4 separate regions of the Mus musculus genome follow, and all the other regions are linked to region 4. Evidence: chromatin contacts called from public Hi-C, promoter capture Hi-C and targeted proximity ligation data. All regions are on one chromosome and are shown on one strand. The core of a region is the stretch at or near the end of the contact, and the rest is flanking DNA. Distances in the headings are between cores, read along the strand shown. Region 1 overlaps Pip5k1b (phosphatidylinositol-4-phosphate 5-kinase, type 1 beta). Region 2 overlaps Pip5k1b (phosphatidylinositol-4-phosphate 5-kinase, type 1 beta). Region 3 holds the start of Pip5k1bos (phosphatidylinositol-4-phosphate 5-kinase, type 1 beta, opposite strand). Region 4 holds the start of Pip5k1b (phosphatidylinositol-4-phosphate 5-kinase, type 1 beta).

What was found. Promoter capture Hi-C pulls out the DNA fragments that hold promoters and counts their contacts. A called contact is a pair of places that touch in the nucleus more often than the background predicts.
Region 1: a Hi-C map of nephron progenitors shows a contact between it and region 4, with 2.3 times the contacts expected there. A contact is called at or near these places in 6 of 39 promoter capture datasets (the HPC-7 cell line, cranial neural crest, embryonic stem cells and 3 more), 6 of 484 Hi-C or Micro-C datasets (the AML12 cell line, the Ba/F3 cell line, granulosa cells and 2 more), 6 of 130 datasets of targeted methods (astrocytes, differentiating embryonic stem cells, embryonic stem cells and 1 more) and 2 of 9 other capture datasets (liver and pancreatic islet).
Region 2: a contact with region 4 is called in a promoter capture Hi-C map of pre-B cells, with 2.7 times the contacts expected there. A contact is called at or near these places in 11 of 39 promoter capture datasets (the 3T3-L1 cell line, the C10 cell line, the HPC-7 cell line and 7 more), 2 of 484 Hi-C or Micro-C datasets (the G1E-ER4 cell line and nephron progenitors), 16 of 130 datasets of targeted methods (bone marrow-derived macrophages, craniofacial prominence, embryonic basal ganglia and 11 more) and 1 of 9 other capture datasets (pancreatic islet).
Region 3: a targeted proximity ligation map of embryonic stem cells shows a contact between it and region 4, with 5 times the contacts expected there. A contact is called at or near these places in 5 of 39 promoter capture datasets (the 3T3-L1 cell line, the HPC-7 cell line, hematopoietic stem and progenitor cells and 2 more), 4 of 130 datasets of targeted methods (embryonic stem cells, fetal liver and heart atrium) and 2 of 9 other capture datasets (liver and pancreatic islet).

Annotation. Positions count from the first base shown.
Region 1 is chr19:24,371,158-24,373,857 of GRCm38.p6, reverse strand. All of the region lies in intron 7 of Pip5k1b (phosphatidylinositol-4-phosphate 5-kinase, type 1 beta), which reads left to right. Among named protein-coding and RNA genes, the nearest start is that of Pip5k1bos, 44 kb to the left of the region's middle.
Region 2 is chr19:24,330,042-24,332,741 of GRCm38.p6, reverse strand. All of the region lies in intron 13 of Pip5k1b (phosphatidylinositol-4-phosphate 5-kinase, type 1 beta), which reads left to right. Among named protein-coding and RNA genes, the nearest start is that of Fxn, 51 kb to the right of the region's middle.
Region 3 is chr19:24,414,745-24,417,459 of GRCm38.p6, reverse strand. Pip5k1bos (phosphatidylinositol-4-phosphate 5-kinase, type 1 beta, opposite strand) reads right to left here and starts at 1,451. Exons shown (of 6, transcript NR_167769.1): 1 at 1,270-1,451. All of the region lies in intron 3 of Pip5k1b (phosphatidylinositol-4-phosphate 5-kinase, type 1 beta), which reads left to right.
Region 4 is chr19:24,554,382-24,557,467 of GRCm38.p6, reverse strand. Pip5k1b (phosphatidylinositol-4-phosphate 5-kinase, type 1 beta) reads left to right here and starts at 1,596. Exons shown (of 15, transcript NM_008846.3): 1 at 1,596-1,703. It overlaps Gm50341 (predicted gene, 50341), which reads right to left and starts at 1,136. Exons shown (of 2, transcript NR_169181.1): 1 at 1,084-1,136; 2 at 58-460.

The DNA.
Region 1 (2,700 bases), core at 173-2,672, 180 kb after region 4:
GGTGTCCATGGACAGACAAATGGATAAAGAAAATGTGATGTGTATACACAGTGTTGTTTCCTATTCAGCCCTAAAGAAGAATTACATTTAGGTCATCTGCAGGAAGATGGATGGAAACTGCAGATCTTCCCGTTAAGCAAAATGAGTCTGATTAAAAACGACATTGCATATTCCTCTCATGTGCGCAATCTAGAATATATACATGCATGCATGATGTGGAGGTAGAGGGGGCGCTTATTTGGGGTTCAGAAATCGGTCGGCCAAAAGAAGAGGGAGAGGAAAGAGAGGATGATGAAGGGGATGAGCATGGCCGTATTTGATACAATTAGATGAAAATGTCGTTATTAAATCTATCACTGTGGACCGTGAACTAAAACTGAACAAATACAAAAAATAAAGAACCCACAGCAGTTTCCCCCTACCCCCAGCTTCTCTGTGGTCTTCTGAACAGGCACCGGAAGTCTGCTGTGTGCTTGATCTATTCCCCAGCTTTCCATCCTCCCTCCATCTTTCATATACACTCTGCTGTAAGGTCTCAGACCAGGGAATTCCATTTAGCCTGAGTGCTGTTGGGAGATTCCTATGTGACTTGTTGAGCTGGCTGGGGCTGTGCTGTCCTCCTGTTTCCTGTGAATTGCTTCCCTGCTTCCAACCCAAAGCGTCCTGTCTGGACTGTCTTTTGGAGTGGGCTACATGACCTCAGCATACAAGCAAGCACTCTGGTTAAAAGCCCCATCTCTCTTTCTGGATTACCCAGTGATCCGTGAACCCCTGTGTGTCAGCCTTCCCTTTGTGATGGCCAGTCCCTCACCAGTTTCATCCCATGGTGCGTACACCACTCGAAACTCTTCTCAAAAACCAATCTTGTATACTTCAAACCTGCTGAGTCTGGTTCCCATACAGGACCCTAAGAGCCTTTTCCAAATGTAATCGTCTAGGTTCTGGGACCTCCCCTGGCCCCCATGTTACTAGCTGCGAATGAGGAAAGGTGGACATGTAAATAACTGGTCCCCTTTCTCGAGGCACTCCCTTCCCCTCAGACTCCATCACCATGATAATTATCCACTTCTATAAGTGAAACTATCTCAAGGAAAGATCAGTGAAGACTGCCCGTACATCACGGGTCACCTGCTGTCACAAACAGAGAGTAGAAATCCAAACTCTCTGTGGGCTTCGGCGTAATAGAAAAACCAAGTTGAGCATCCCTGTGAAAACTGCTTTTCCATGCATTGTGCTATCGTCCCCAAGTCTGTACTCTGCTTGGCTTTCCCAGTCCAGACAGCGTGACCATCAGGTAGCTAGTTGGCCAGAGCAGCACCCTGATTCTTAATTGTCTTTTCTTCCGTCCTCTCCCACGCTCTGCACACAGCAGTAAATCACCATGCCTCCTCCAGTCTGCCTCCTGATTACCACATGAATCCACCTTATTGGATCTGCCTTCGTAGAAACTCTGGGTATTCATCTGCAATTTCAATAGCCTCTTTGCTCATTTCAGTGCGCCGTTAACTTTCAACCCGTGGCCCCTAGCGTACCCCTTACTCTCTTGGCTTATTCTGCCAGACCATATTTTCCTGTCTTCTTCTCTCCCCCTCTCTTACTCATCTCAGGACTACTGGGACACCCCTTCCTCTGAGATCACCGTGCGGCGCTTCCTGCTCCTCCCCACCTCACCTCCTTCATGAGATATTTAATACCTTGTTATTTTCTCATGAAGAGATCCTTAAGCCTGAGAATCAAGCCTCGGCCTTTGTCTCTACATGCTTGCGCTCAGTGGGTAATTAGCAAATAGCTCTTGGAAACTGTGTCTGAACAAAAGAATAATAAGTAGAATATCTGAGGATAAAGAGAGGCGGGCATGGGTGCCACTCCGAGAAATCTGTCTTCTATGCACTTCTGTGTTTCCAGTTACTTCCAGTCCTTCTGGAGGGAACATCCCGTTTTGCTGAAATGCGTGCCAGAAACGGCATGGAGAATTTAATAAGGCAGATGATTTCCACTTTGAGTCACTTGGGATTAGAACTGCACTGGCTATCCTCATACTGAGTCATTAGTTTAGCAGAAGTGTATTTATATTTCAGTGACTTTTTCCCATGGAAGCCTTGTAGTGATCATCAGACCTTGATTTGACGTTGACCCCTGCCTCCCTTAGGTATGTGTCCTTCTCCCCCTGGTGTTTTAAATTAAGAGATTTGTAAGCCTCTTAATTTAACAGAGAAAACCTCCAGTAAACAATCTTTTTTTTTTTCCTTTCCTCGGGCAGATGGCTATCTGCTTCAAAATTAAAATGGAAGTGAAGTAGACTGGTGTGATCAACAAACAGATTCGTATCAGAATTTTACATCCAAATGACAGATTGCCCCTCTGGGTTCTATTTGGCACAATGAAGAGTTAAGCTAGTTTATTTAAAGGATGTGTGGGGGGCTCGGGGGGTGGGGGAGAGGTGAAATTGATGTTACTTAAGAGACTGTGGAGCTGTTTATATTCTCGGGTGAAAAGGCTTGCTTATAATGCAAGACCTAGGTGTGCTTGCTACTGGACCTTTAATGTTAGGGTCAAAAGGGAAGGAAGATTTGCTGGCTGGGAAATCTACAGGGTGACAAGGGAGACTCAGTCTCCTCTTCGTGCATCTGTCAGTGGAAGTACTGTAGGAAGTCGAGGTGGGATGGGGGGAGGGGGAGGGGAGAGGGTGGGACCTTGGGT
Region 2 (2,700 bases), core at 127-2,626, 220 kb after region 4:
AAAACATAATAAGTTACATGAAATGAATTCATACATACTGATGAAGCTTTTATCCTTTCAAATCTATAATTCAATCACGATAAATAAACACTCCGGGTGCCACGTGGGAGTGCTTCTGTTTTGATCTGATGAAATGTGATCTCCATGCTTCAGAAAGTGAGCCAAAGGTTCACAGGACAGAATATGAGTTCAGTGACAAGAAGCAGAGTCAGTGTGAGGTGGTGGGTTCTAGTCTCGGGCCAAGCTGGCTGCTCATCTTTGTGGGACAGAGGCTGTAGGAGACATTTGATAAACTGTCACTCCCCTGCTTAGCCTTACAAAGTTTCTCAACCATGCAACAAAGAAGTATGGCTTGAACTAGATCTTCCTGTAAGGAGGCCTGTCAGCTAGGCACAGGAGATGTGGGTGGTCTTGGGGTAGTGGGAAGTCCAAGACAGCTAAAGTCCTCGGGGTCATTCACCGATGGTGTCAAGAGTCACTCTCCTCTAGGCCCCAAAGGACAGTACAAACCTCATGTTCGGAGAATGTCATTACACTCAAGGTGGCATTGAGAGACTCTGGCTCAATTTACATTAGTCACTTACTTGATGAAGTCTAAAGATAGAGGTCAGCCTGCTGACATCCTCAAAGATCCAGGGTGTTCCCATCACTCCATTCTGCTCTCTCTCACCTTTTAATTTTTTGCTATTGTGTTGCCCCATCGTCACAAGATGGCTGCCATGGCTTCAGATATTATGTCTCCCCTCCATGAACTCTGGAAGAAAGAAAATGGAGCAAAGGAAAAGGAGGGTGTAAGGGCTGGTGAGAGAGTGAGACCACCAGAGCTACGTTGAGGACAAAGTTCTTTATTTTAGGCATGAACTACTGGGCTGCCCCCAAGAGAAATGAGAGCAACCCCGCCTAAAGGAGAGTTTGGGTTTTTGGGATTTTTTTTTATGGTGGTTTTTGTTGTGCAGAAAAGCATCAGGGGAAAAGAACTACTGTGAGCAAAAATAACTGTTGAAAGAAAAATCTTTATGAGGGGACTTCTGGTCCTTACGGTATCAGAGTGTACAGCTGGAGAGATGGCTCAGTGGTTAAGGACACTTACTGCTCTCAGAGAGGACCTGGGTTCATTTCCCAGCATCCACATGGTGGCTCACAACCATCTGTGAACCCAGTTCCAGAGGGCCATATACCCTCTTCTGCCTCTGTAGGCACTGAACACACATGGTGCACAGATATATATATATATGCAGGCAGACCATTCCTACACGTAAAAAAAATTAAGTAAATTTTTAAAAATAGGTATCAGGATGCTGTGGTCAGGCTGCTCGGCAGAGATAAGGGCCAGGTGGCTTCTGGGAAGTAACAGAGAATTCAATTTCCATTTCCCAAAGGGACTGGTTCCCACAAGGGTTTTACATCTTGGTATCTTAGGCAACTTTGCCTTGGCCCAGGCTAGTAGGGGATTGAGACTTCTCATTTCAAAGCTTCTGCTCCTTTATGAGGAAGAGTTCTCTACTTGTACCTGTAACAGTAAATGGTTCAGATCCAGAAATGTATCACATGGCCATCAGTAGCTGCAAGGGAGGCTGGAAAAAATACTACCTGCCCTAAGACTCTTAGAAGAGGAAGAAAATTATTTTCTTCTGCCGCTACTAGGTTCACAGTTGAGGCCCTTATAACAAGACAGAGTGGATAATAACCCAACCTTTTGGATAAAATAAAGGAACACATAGATTGATTTAGCAGTCCTTCTTGTGGCCAAGTAGCCTTTTTAGCTGAATCCTCAAAGACATGGAGACACCTGTGCACTTTACGCTGTTTGATAAGAAAACGGGTTTCTACAGGTACAGCTGCACAAAGGCAGTGTAATCTCATAGGTATAAACTATAGGAGCTAGCAAGCCTGCTACTCAGATTCTCCGTGTCCCTGCTCCAACAGTCTTTCTCTTCTTCAAAGAGAAACTGAGGGCTGGCTTCAGGAGTTTGAGCAAGAGAAGGTCAGAGAGTAAGTGACCTTCCTACTTGCATGTTTTCTGAAATGCCACAATGCCACGTTTTTTGGAGGAAGACATCTAGAGCTTCCAGTGCCTCAATTCAAGGTTAGGGACTATTAGCGAGGCCAAGGGCTCTGACTGTGGGGTAGCATCAGTGCCAAACAGAAAGGTGGGAAGACCCAGAATGTTGGGGTGCTGCTGGCAGTGGTGGTTGTTGCTGCTGTTGCTATTGCTATTGTTGTTGCTGCTGTTACTGTTGAAACAGGGTCTCACTGTGTGTAGATGAGGCTGTCCTTGACCTTCAAGAGACCTGCCTGCCTCTTCCTTCCAAGAATTGGGATTTAAGATGTATGCCACCACACATGACTGGTTTGGTTTGGTTTGGTTTTATTGAAGCAAGCTTTGTGTTTCTTATGTTTAGAGTACTCCAGCTATAGTACTGCCCATGAGTCTCTCTCTGCCCTCAGACTGAAGGCCTACTGGGTGGAGTCATTCTGACACTGCACATCCTACACATTGTATTTTGCAGATCTTGGAGACATTTCAATTTTATCGGAATTCATTTTAACTGGGAGTTATCCAAGCAACACTTAGGATTTTATGGCTTTGAATCATAATTAGCTATCAGTATTTTGCCCCTTTCCTGCTAATTGATAGTTAATAGTGTGTGAAACCTCATGGGTATGTGGGTGCATATGCACGTGTGTACATGAAGACAG
Region 3 (2,715 bases), core at 202-2,701, 140 kb after region 4:
TTCAAGATCCAGAATCGGACCAAAGTGATGGGTTCTGTGCCCTGGGACTTGCTGTCACTTCAGCATTTGTGTCTCTCACTTGGCTTTGTGTAACAAGATGTCATTTAAAAAAACTGTGCAGTTTTCAAACATTGTTCTAATGAGCCTGTGACAGAGGACATTCCTTTGGTTCAGGGAACAGGACAGCAGGCATGCTGACGGTAGAGCAAGTATTCACGTGGCATTGTCACCCACAGAGAGAAATGACTTACTTAGTGTAGGCCCTGCAAGTTTTACACTTAAATGAAAATACGGTTCTCAACAGTGGGTGTTTAGCAGTGTCTATAGACATGTGGGAGTGTCCTATCAGGGGAAGAGGGGTGACTTGCTTAGAGCAAATGGAGGCCATACAGGACTCTCCCCCACAACCTAAAAGTATCCAGTCTAACATATCACTCGAGCCAAGAAAGAGAAACCCTCCTATGGAAGTTTTTGACTTAGCTAATTCTTGGCTTTAGAAGATTGTTCAGAGGACTGAGAAACAGACTAACCTAGGCATATCTGGTCTGGTACAGGTTAAGAAGAGTTCTGTAATCTTAACAGGGTGAATGGACAGGTACAAGGACCTCATTTGGAGATTGGGAGCCAATGAAAGCATTCTCTGTATGACTTGGCCTCTCCCTCAGGCCTCTGTTCTTAGTTATCAGAGTGGAAAGGCAGTTTCTCTTGGTTCTTTCCATCTGTGGGTTCAAGGCTTTAGGTATACTGGGGGTGTTGTTGCTGTTGTGTTTGAGGGAGAGGAGGGTGTCTTGAAATAGTTTCAAGAACCGGATTTGAAGAGATAAGAATAAACAGAACAAAGGGACTCTGTGCCATTGCCGTCGTCACACAAACAGCTGCAGGCAGCGAAGCTGTGCCAGGTGAGGGATTGGGTCTCAGCAAACTCCATCATCACCAAGGACACAGAGAAAGGAGAGGAGGGCCCAAGAGGACATACTGATTGGGAGGATGCCCTAAGCCTTCCTCTGGCTCTAAGCTCTGCTCAGGGGCAGCTGTCCTGGAAAGATTTGCATTTCCTTGTTCCTTTTTGAATCTTTGAAAGAAAATTTCCATATTGTGTGGGGTTCCCTGCCCCCAACACCAGGTGGTTACCTTTCATACAGACTGAACCATGTGGTACAGATGCACAAGCACTTCCAATCCTGTTCCTCGGTTAGGGCCCCCAGCCAAGATGGAACCCCTCCCATCACCACACCTCCTCCATTGGAGCCCAGCAGCTGTGGTGCTGACCTGCCTGGCAGCCCTAGTTGGTGGTGGTCTGCAGAAGCCAAGGCTGCTTGCGTTCACTTCTGTTCACATACTAGTTCATTCTCTCAAAAGCTCATTCGTTTACCCAACTGGATGGCAGAAGTTTCTCTCAAGCTAGATAACCAAATCAGGTGTGTGTTTAGTTCAGAAGCCTGCCTGTTGCTAAGCAACCATAGGTAGACTCTGGAGCCCGTATCAGATGCTAGGGCTGGAGCAAAGATTAAAGGATCCTATCCAGGCACAGGCTGTGTCTAACAAGGCCTAGAAGAAGGCAAGATGGAGGTGTGTGTGTGGGGCGGGGTGGGGTGGCAGGTTAGGCTATTTAAAGAGGCACAGAATGCACAGAACAGCAGCCACCATGGGGGATGTAGTGGGGAGTGAGCAGAACTTTTATACAAAGGCCCAAGGAACATGTCAGAAAATAGAACACAGGAATCTCCAGATTTTAACTCCTTGTTTGTGTGTATGCTGAATGCTTACTGCCATGGGACCTGCCCATGGAAGGAGCTCTACAGTCAGAATATGTATCCATAGCCTATAGACTCTGAGTGTTGAGATGATCCATCCAGCAGCTACCAAGTCGCTTACTGAATAAAGCGTATTCGTGGCTGAGGAGTGTTAATAGATTGCTTTGTTCTGTTAGTCCAACATGTCCTAGTTGCTGGGACGGTCGTCTGTATCCTTGGACTCTAATAAAATGACTGATTATGAACAGAAGTGTTCCTTGAAGTGGCTTGTATTTGGTGATTGAGTTCATGAGTGCTGAGCTAGCTCTGAACAAAGGCTGTGGTAAGATGGCCAGGAGATGACCACAGTTGGACAGAGCACACAGTCCGTAAAGGCCTGGACTATGGAAACATTCCGATTAACTGTGTACCTCAGGAAAGGTGGAGCAGCCATCCTGAAGGGAGCAGTTGATGATGGACCAGACTCTTCATTCTGTGCTATCACGGCAGGTCATGCATCTACTGGGACCACAAGGGATCCCATTCTGATGAGCCACTGGAAGCGGGTTTGTTAGGATCAAGTCTCAAGGGTCTACAAACAATCTCACATCCATCCAAGTGGTGATCACTGCCAGGGAAGAGTCCTAAATAGTTTGTTGGTAGCTCAGACATCTGTGGTCTTAAACAATTCCAAAAACAATTCAATACTGCTCTTTTGGAGCTCGGGGGGCGGGGTGCAGAAATCAGTGACGCCCCAGCCTTCCTTATATGGTAATGCTGGAGGTTGCAGGCATGGGAAGCGAAGTTGCTTCCCCCATTACTACCTGGGGATATGCCTAATCTGCTCCCCTTTCTTGATATCAGTATGACCTGGAAAGTTGTAACCCAAAGGAGGCATGGCACATTTGCTTTCTGTTGTATCTCTACTGGTGTAACTATGACCGAAGAGTGCTTCTACAGGCATGACTATAAATGGGGAGAA
Region 4 (3,086 bases), core at 347-2,846:
GATGTCTTAGGGCTACGGTTTTCTCATCTGAAAAGCGTGCAAGCTGGACCACACACATGTTCTTACTCTGTGCTTTAATAAGTCCAGAATGCTTGGACCCAAGTCCTAAGTTAGTGATGCCTTAAATCGCTAGTAGCGGCCACACACACCTGGAAGAACACTGGAGATACCGTCCCTAACAATACACATCTATTTGATTTGTCAGCTTTACGTGAATAAAACTTTAAGAACAATGCATTTTTTGTTATAAAGGAATTTTTATGCTTCATTCCAGGGTGATACTAAACCACCACAAATTCACTCGAGTTGGGGTTGGGGGTGGGGTTGTTAAAAGATTTCAAAACTGCCTGCAGGTGCTCTTTGTAGAGCCTCAAGGGAGTGTCCTCAAGCAAGGGTCATCAAATGCTGGTCTTCCTCTGACAGAACGCAAGTTTTCTTTCCCACAAGTGTTTTGTTTTGTCTGAGGAGGGGAAAGTGGAAGGAAGTGATAAAGCTGAACTGTACCACTTGCTTCGACCCAACTGGGAGGGAGTCGCTCTCTTCCTGTGCCTGTTAGATAAATTTAATTTTAGCGTTCAGAACAGCACAACTCCAAACGGATCCTTAGATCTAGCCCCTACCCTCTTCGAAGCTAAACTAACCTAGTGAGATTCCAAGTGGCTCCAGCAGGCGCGCCCCCATTGTAGCTCAATGGCGCGGGACCCCTCACTAGCCCATCCCTAACCTGTTGGATAGATCGTCCTTCTTGAGAGCACCTGCTATCCTTAGAAGGGAGACAAGTGTGGTCTCAGAACCTTTGCGCGTCCCTTCCTGATAAAGGGGGTATAGGGGAGGGCTCTGCTTGCTTAAGTGCTGGCTCCTCAAGGAAGAGGAGTCAAGTCTGGCATTGCCCGACTGGTGGCCAGGGACACTGGCAGCGGCACGCCCTACCCCAACACAGTCCACAGCAGTGAGGCTTCGAGACTCTGAGAAGCTCCCAGAAGCTCTGGAGCTTTGGAGGATCCCGCTAATCTCAGGGAGCCGCTTCACCCCTGCTCTGAGTCCTGGCTGCACAGTGGCCCGGGCGCACAATCTCCCACGCACCGACTAGAGCGTTAGGTCCGACTGCGGGCTGCTCTGCTGCTGCAAACCGGTCTGGCTTCCTTGCAGGGCGTGCGGGACAGAGCAGAGGGTGGAGAGAAAAGGGGAAGAGCCTGGGCGGCCGGCGGGCGGGGCCTGCAGCCTCCCGGAGTCGCGGCCGCCGTGCAGCCTGCTCGCTGCCCGCCCCGCTCGGACTCCGGCGCGCCGTGCGGGGGCCCGTGGCTGCGGGGCACCGCCACTCCTCGGCCTCCATCCCCCGATCTCGCCTCGCCGCGCCACCCGGCGCTGTCTGGTCCTAGTGGTCCGCTTGCCGTTCTGCCGACCAGAGGAGCGGCGGGAAGGAAGGGGAACGCGGGGACACGCACACCGGCCGCGGCGCGCGCGCATTGCACACTCGCAGCCGCGCGTCCCCGTCGCCGCGCGTCCGAGCCCAGTGTGGCCCCGCGGCAGGGCCCGGCACCTGCCCGCCCCCCCACCCCACCCCCCGGCGCTGCTCCGGCTCCGCCCCGCCCGCCGCCCGCCGCCCGCTGCAGCCACCGGAGAACCCACGACATCCCGACAACTTGCCCGCGGTGGCGCAACTGGTCTCGGCCGCCAAGGCTCCAGCACGCCGGCCGAAGGAGGTAAGTTTCCTGCGCGTCCCCGGCAACCCTGCCTACACCCTCCCTTGCCGCCGCGCCTGAGGCTCTGTGTGTCTCTGCTGGGACCTGACCTGCTCTCCACCTTTCCACTTTGCCTGTCCAAGTTGTGCTGGGGGTGACATGGAGGGGGCGCCCGTGGTCGTCAAACCAGGACCTTCGCTCCTCGGGGGCCACAGCTGCGCAGTCCCCGTGGGCACCGACCGCCTCGCTACCCTGATCCCTAGGGCCGCAGTGACACCCAGTGATCCCTCGGGCTCACTTAAGTCAGAGACCCCTCCCTCGTTTCTGGGGAACCTGCTGAGTTTTGTTGCAGCAGGAGAGGTGTCTCCGTCATTCTCCCCTGCTTCTAAACAGCAGCGAACTTGTTAGGCGCCCCCCGGGATGTACAGAGGGGCTTCCACGAGTGGCGTTCTGCTTGATTTCTGGCTCTGGCGCCGGGTGGAACAGGTGAACTACAGTTCCAGCCTGAAAACAGCCGCCGACTTTTACAGTCCCCTGTCTTCAATGGCCCTGTCAATGTGACGATTCAACATCTGGGGCGGGGGTGGGGGGTGGCGGGGGGGATGGGGAGAGCGCTGGAGTTGGACTTGCCACTCTGGTGCCAGGAGTCGTCAGAACCGAAGACAACAAACGTCTGCTTATCTCTCATCTATGCAGATGAGCATGTTCTCATTTCTTACCCCCACCCTCTCAAGCCGGCTGTCTGCTGTGCACAGCACGCTTGGGTAGAAACCTGTTCCAGAGAAGTTGTTTGGGTAGTCAGTGAATTTGTTCTTCATGTCTACTGAAGTCAGGACTTTGAACAGGATCTGCTATTTACTATGATGCTATGTAAAGGAAGCGCATGCTGACTCTCAAGTAGCCATCCCCCCCACCCCCCCCACCCCCGCCTCTGCCCTGGCTCTGCCCCTTGATGGCATTCTCAGCCTGGTAGAGGTCCCCCTGTAAAATGAATGGTCCATAAGGACTGAGACCTGATTAATCTGATCTAAGAAGTAGTCCGAGGCTGTTCTCTTGAACTTAGCTGTAAAGGGCCCCTTTCACCTCTCTTCCGGGAGACTTCCCTCTTGTTCTGTGTAGAGGCTGTAGTGTTTTTGCAGTCGTTGGAGTAGATCAAAGTCCAAGGATTGGTTTTCCTTAGACTCCAGTGTGATGGGGGTTCATGGAAGCTTCTGTCAGAGGGCTGCCCACTGAAAGGCAAAACAGAAAAACAAAAACAAAAACTTACCCAACCAAGTTCAAGGTTGAGCCTTAAGTGTCCTGTGCGATCTCTAAGCTGAAGAAAATGCTGGGTTCTGTGTACAAAGGTGGAGGACCCCCCCCCCCCAGGATGCATGGGAAGTGCAGCCATCCTTGGGCAGGAAA